Regions from separate parts of the Arachis hypogaea genome. Here region 2 is linked to region 1. Evidence: chromatin contacts called from public Hi-C data. All regions are on one chromosome and are shown on one strand. Each heading gives the region's core, a stretch centred on a gene start, on an enhancer-like site or on the middle of the called end of the contact. The rest is flanking DNA. Distances are from core to core; before and after follow the strand shown.

What was found. A called contact is a pair of places that touch in the nucleus more often than the background predicts.
Region 2: a Hi-C map of leaf shows a contact between it and region 1, with 2.5 times the contacts expected there. The contact joins the promoter of LOC112696701 here to the promoter of LOC112696699 in region 1. A contact is called at or near these places in 2 of 8 Hi-C or Micro-C datasets (both in leaf).

The regions. Positions count from the first base shown.
Region 1 is chr6:72,611,254-72,614,571 of arahy.Tifrunner.gnm2.J5K5, reverse strand. LOC112696699 (signal recognition particle subunit SRP54, chloroplastic) reads right to left here and starts at 1,826. Exons shown (of 15, transcript XM_025749529.3): 1 at 1,286-1,826; 2 at 1,034-1,166; 3 at 652-719; 4 at 464-565; 5 at 1-29. The coding sequence starts at 1,486. LOC112696700 (rho GTPase-activating protein 4) reads right to left here. Exons shown (of 5, transcript XM_025749533.3): 5 at 2,054-3,071. The coding sequence ends at 2,436.
Region 2 is chr6:72,868,877-72,872,194 of arahy.Tifrunner.gnm2.J5K5, reverse strand. It overlaps LOC112696701 (replication protein A 14 kDa subunit B), which reads right to left and starts at 1,621. Exons shown (of 3, transcript XM_025749535.3): 1 at 1,444-1,621.

The DNA.
Region 1 (3,318 bases), core at 577-3,076:
ATCAGTTTTACTAGTTCATCGTGTACAATCTGCAAAACCCAATGATCAACACCAACTTCGTACCTGTATAGAATTTCAGTACTCAAAATATAGATGCATCGTTAATTTCTATAGTACCGTTAAAATGAGATTATTATATAAATATCTTGTCCAAAAGAGTTCTCTTAGCTTCCCTACATGTGAACTATACACAGAACTTAAGAAGAACACCAGAAATTCCTATGTGGTGCTTTGTCCACACAATCTACTAGCACTGGTGAATTGCTCATATGACTTATTCTTTGCCGCGAATTTCAAATGCATTTTGACATATAATTTTATGTAGAAGTAGTTGAATTTGAAAACAACTTTTAGACTACTGAATTTGAATGTGTGTAACACGGTGATTTAAACTTTGAAAAATTGCTAGTAATCCTAGACTTTCTCTTGGCACGAGTTTCCAATCATAAATAAATAATTTTACCTTAACCAATTGCTGATCTGGTCTCACTCCTCGAATGAGGCCAACACCCACAGCCTGATCTGTGACAGCTTGCACAAACCTTCTTACAACAGGAAGACTAACCTGCCAACAACAAAACTCACCTTACCTAATAAACACCATTTGCACAAAGGATCATGTAAAGTACCAAACTCTCAAAAGCATCTTACATCTGCTTCCAAAAGAGCTCTCCTGATATCACGCATAGGCTCCACAATATTCTCTTTTGTTAAAACCTCTGCACACCACAACCAAACACACCCCAATGAACGAAATCCATAACACAATTGATTAACTCATTAAACACTCCACAAACCGTTGTGGGGCCCTAAATAACATGTGAACTATGATAAACAAATACTTTGTTTTTGCTCATCTATATGGTATGGTATGGGTATCTACATAAAATATTGCTCTACCTAAACTACTTAACTTTGTGACCATTTTTTTCCATAAAATTTTCCGCTATCGTATTTTGTATGTGCAACATAGTATGCAAGCAACGAATATCTAATAACCCTTGAGAAACAAAAATGGAAAGTGAGAACCAACCTTCCCCTTTGAGTTTGCTCCACGCAGCCTCAAGGCCACTGGTCAATTGCCCAAACATCTCAGCCCTCACCACTCCGCGCATGTCCCTTCTCACAGTAACGCTTTTGGAGTTCACCCAACTCCATATCTCATTCTGCAAGTGACCCATTTGGCCAAATCAATCACAAGCGAATTCTCTTTTAGCTGAATGCTATGAAAGTTTCAAACTTGCTTCGAAATACTCGGAGATTAATTGCTGTTTCTGGAACTTACCGTGAACAAGTTTCGGGTGGAAAAGGAAGTAGTGGGTGTGGTTGAACCAATCCAAGGAGAGCATAGCGTATTTGGTTTGACAGAAGAAGAAGAAGAAGAAGAAGAAGAAGAAGAAGAAGAAGTGTACAAGGTTCGGTTGTGAGAGAAGGAAGAAGTGGAGAAATGGCAGGAGGCAACAGCAGACAAGTGTACTGCCTCCATGTTTGTTCACTGCAGAAGGCAGAAGCTGAGAGGCTCAACCTGGTGCCTGCTAGTGCTAGTTGCTATTTCTCTCTCTATCTTGTTTATCCACAACGATCTTTTTCTTCATTCTCTCTCTACGTGGTTTCTTTTCTTACTTCTTGGCTTAGTTCAACTCCCGTGCCATGCACGAGATGACCTTATCACTCTGGGAATGAAATCCCTATTTTTCTAATATATTTGAGAATATGGGGCACTATTATTATTCCAAATAGTTTTTTATATCTCCATTACATATTCTTATTATGAAATCGCGATCACTATCTATTTATCTTGTGAAGAGAAACGTTTGAAGATACACACCAATCAGATTTGGGAAAATTCTTGCTTAAATGAATTCTACATTGTGACACTTATTTTTACGATGCAATTGGCTGCATTCGTTGATTATGATTTTTTGGCTCCTTATTCTCGTAATCTCGTTTACATTCTTACCCAACGTTTTTATCCCAATATTTCAAGATTGTCAGGTAATAGTATCATTATCCTAAGAGGATAAGCATGGCTCCAAAGTAAGAACATGCAGTCTTTTAGTGATCAATAGTAATGAATTGGTCCAAATGAGGAGCATGTAGCAATTCAGAATTCGTTAAACTCTATACTTGAGAGAGGAGAGAAAAAATAGTGTGTTAGAACTCTGCTTGGTTAATGAAATAGAATGAACAAACATGGCTAAGAACCTCACCCAAAAACAATAACAGGAAAAACACTACAGTTCCAAACGTAGAAAAACACACACAGACCTCTTTACAAGTGGTTATCCCATCCACCCTCTAATCTCTTCACCGAAGGAATTTATGTGAGTACTCCAACAATGCGAATGCTCTCAATTATCCTTGGGAGTACTATTTATCTTCTGCTATCTGTTCCACAGGCAGCAAATCAAGAAAATCAAATGGCATTCAATGGCTCAACGCCAAGCTTCGGCCAACTCCGTTCTTGAATTTATACGGCCAATAATTGAGGTTCCAAGGTTCTTCTCTGTGGATCCTGCTGCTGGAAGGTCAATCAACTTAGAAGTATTCAGTTGAAGGCTTTTGCTCTTGCAGATATTTGATTGATCCTCCTTACACTCAGCAGAAGCAAGGTTGTTAGAGTCCTGAAGTCCGATTGCCATAGAACAAAGCTGCGAGACGAGATTGCACGGACAAGTATCAACTAGCAACCTATTTTCTCTAGAAATGAAATTTTCAGTGGATGTCGTCAAAATTTTGGATCCGCCTTCAGTTTCACAGCTGTCTAAAATTTTGGATCCACTTTCAGTTTCACAGCTGTCTTCTGTACCATGACTAGGGCTTTGTTGAGAAGGTTCTTCAGTAACAAATTCTTTATCCTCTTCATTACAATCCTTTTCACTTTCACTGTCATCTTTTAGGATCAGTTGTGAAGTGCTGTGGTGCCCATCGTCATCAAAAGAATTTAGGTTGGAAACAGGATTGGAATTTACCATAGACTCCTCTCTATCTCTCAGTGTCTTCACGACAAGTGTCTTGAGGAAATTCATGACTTGTACTGCATACATCAAAGCAGTCAAAGGATCTGCCATCTGAAATAGACAATGCAGAAATGTAATTCTAGCATCAAATTCATAAACTCAGACTAGTACTATAGTTTTACATATCATACTGCAAACAAGGAAAGCCAGATGCACAAACATCCGCATAGGGCTCGGGAAAATGCTGCACCCAAGAGAGTAATATGCAGACAACATACGATAGCCAATCAGAAAAGCGGTTATGGTAGAATAGATCAACCGGATTCTTTGACTGATGCTATACATTTTTGTACGAAGT
Region 2 (3,318 bases), core at 372-2,871, 260 kb before region 1:
TGCATGCCGGTACATTGCATCAAACAAAAATAACCTTCTCAAGTTAACAAACAAGGAAGATTGTTACTTTTGCAGTCACCAACTCACCATAGCTATCACTGCCATAACTCATCATCAACAGGGGGAAAGATGCAAATAGATTTTCCTCTTCACTTCTTTCACTCAATTTAAATTTTCTTTCCAATAAAGGTTACACAATGGTTCTGATATCCAAATGAATCCATTAAAAAGGGGAAATAATCTCAACATCATTTATGGAAAGTCTACAATCATGGATTGCATTGGATTATACTGATGATACATAAACTCAGCATAAAGAAATGTAACCAATAAATCGAATCAATAGCTTTGCCAATGTTTGAATTCCATCTCAGACTACACAATAAAAATTATTATCATCATTTACAGCTTTAAAAATAGCTCTTTATTGAGCGGAGGAGATGCGATAAAGCAAGGAGGAAGAGGGTTGAGGCCGGTGGTTGCTATTGTTGATGGTGGTGGTTGTTGGGGGTTATGAGTTTGATTGGAGAGGGGGGTGTTGATGATGGTGATAGTGGGAGGGCTGTGGAGGCGGAGAAAAGAGAATGGGTATGTGGCTGGTAGTGGTAGTAATGTTAACCGGGAGTTAAAACCCGGTTAACATTTTGATTACTTTCTTCTATTAGTTTCTTTCTTTTATGGGTAGTTTTGTGAGCATTTGAATCTTTTATGATTAGAAATAGTAATTTACTGAATAATTATTTAAAAACTTTATTAAAGAAAAACAAGCTATATAGCATGAATATACTAATACTGTCTTGTTTATTTTATCTTACAACCAAATGAAACAGATGATTTTTCATCACAAAAATGCTATCTTATAAACCCTAGCTCAAACTCAAGTACCCTTCAATTATGTAAAACTAATTTCGAAACTAAACTATCTCTTAGAGTGTAAGGTAGTTAGCACTAGAGAAGCATATTTGGATACAATTCTTATAAGGGAGAGAACACCAGCTTTAGACTCGAGAAAATTTGTAATTATACAAGAATCACAAACTATAGTAAAGTGTTTTGATTTAAAAAAATAAGCTAGTTAGTTACGGATTATACTATTGTTGTTCAATATCACTAAAAAGAACTAAATAGCAAGAGATGCAGCAAAAGATACAATCTATATTGATTATTTACATAGCATATAGGTTTCTCAGTACGAAAATTGGGGATAGGTGAGCTTAGCAACACTAATTATAGAAATTAATAGCACCGCAAATGAACTGATCCATAAGGAATTGAGATTTTGCGGTTATTTTGAGAATGCAAACAGGATACGATTATTTAATCGAGAATTCGTAAACGCGGGAAAATAGAGTTGAGCTTAATAATGCGGATTTACAAAATTATTTAGAATTTAGTGTAAGGTTACAGAAGAATGCGAAGAGAGAATTGAACAGAAAAAGTTACCTTGCGTGAATGGCTTGGTTGCTGCAAAACAGAGCGGAACGCAAAAATGAGAAGAAGAAGAAGAAGAATAGAATAGGGAGCGCGGGTTCATCAATCTTTCTTTGGGCCTAACATGGGCTCGGTATTATATACACTTCCCATTCCCATTAAGAAAATCATGTCCAAAATAAAAAACACTAAAAATATTTTATAATAATGAATTTCTTTTATTAGCATATCAAAATTAATATATTATTAATAAATGTCCAATATTTAAGTTTAATGAGGGCAAACACCACAATCTATATTTGCAGGTATCTAATCCGGTCATACCGGCGACCCAACACATAACAAATAAGGTCGAATTTGGATACCAAACAAACCCTACTCATCTAGCCTACATAGTTTTTTTTTACTTTCTAAATGTATTTATTTTTTATTTTATATTTTTTATTTATTATTAAAATAAATAAATAATTTTAAATATAATAAATATATAATTATAAATATTGAGTTAAATAGAATAACTTTGTGTTATTAGCATTATTCTTCTTTTAAACTATTAATTATTCTAAAAATTAAATAAATATAATCATATGTGACAAAGAAAAACATATAATTAAAGAAGAAACAATAATAATAATAAAAAATTATATATTTAATGCATTAAATATATAATTTTAAATATATAATTATGATGAAATGAATAAAAATTTGAATAATTTTTGTCTTTTACGCAAATACTTAGTACTACTAAACTACTAATTTAATTTACTAACTATACATAAATAATATTTAATATTTTGAAATATGAAAAGACTAAATATTTTGTTTGAATAAAAAAAATTTATTTTCCAATATGGTCGAATAAGACCGGATTGAGGAATTTAGATGGTGGATATGATTAAATTTGAATTAAAACCTTACTCTGATATATATCCATTGTCATTCTCTTCTTTTTTTTTCATGATAATTTTTAATTCAACAGGTTAAAGACTAATCTGTTGTGAATCTAAGTTTCATATAAAAATTTATCATTAGTCAATAAATTAATACATACATAAAACAAAATTTAATCTTCTAATATTTATTTAAAACTTGCTCAAGCACACTAAATTGCCACCCTTAAATTTGGACATAATTTAGGTCTTAACTAACCATCGCCAAGAGTTTTTGGCACAATTTAACCTTAAATTAACTAACTTTTGGCGCTCAGGACAGTAAATATCTCTTTTATTGCATTTTTGTAATTACATGAGTTAATATTTAAAATGACCTCTAAAATTTGAAGACAGACTTAATTTAACCTTCGAAATTTCAATTGACTCAATTTGAACCCCCAAATTTAAATAAGTGACTCACGTTAGTCTTTCTGTTAATCTCCGTTAGCGTTCAAATAAGCGTGCCATTAACAAAGATTAACAGAAGGACTAACGTGAGTCACTTATTTAAATTTGGAAGTTCAAATTAAGTCAATTGAAATTTTGAGGATCAAATTAAGTCTGTCTTTAAATTTTAGAAATCATTTTGAATATTAACTTCAATTACGTGGATACTTTTTTAGAAAGCAACTAGTTTAATTTTTATTACATATACAATTTCAACGGTTTCACTCGTTTTTTTGTTTTATTATTGATGAAAAAAGCAGCTCAACTATCATTAAATATAGCAAAAAAATTCAGAGTTGGAGGAGAACAACTAAGCTCTTACAATAACAACATTCCATTCTAAAAATCTTTTCTATAGGGGATTCTTATCATTCAAACCCCTATACTTTTCACCACCGGCAACAAAAAAAATGGTCTGTATTTTCGACACCTTCTTTTGGCTCAACAGAAAAGGGAATTTTTGACGTTGTCTCTTAATAGATGTTTGCAACTTCTTTTTAATAATTTT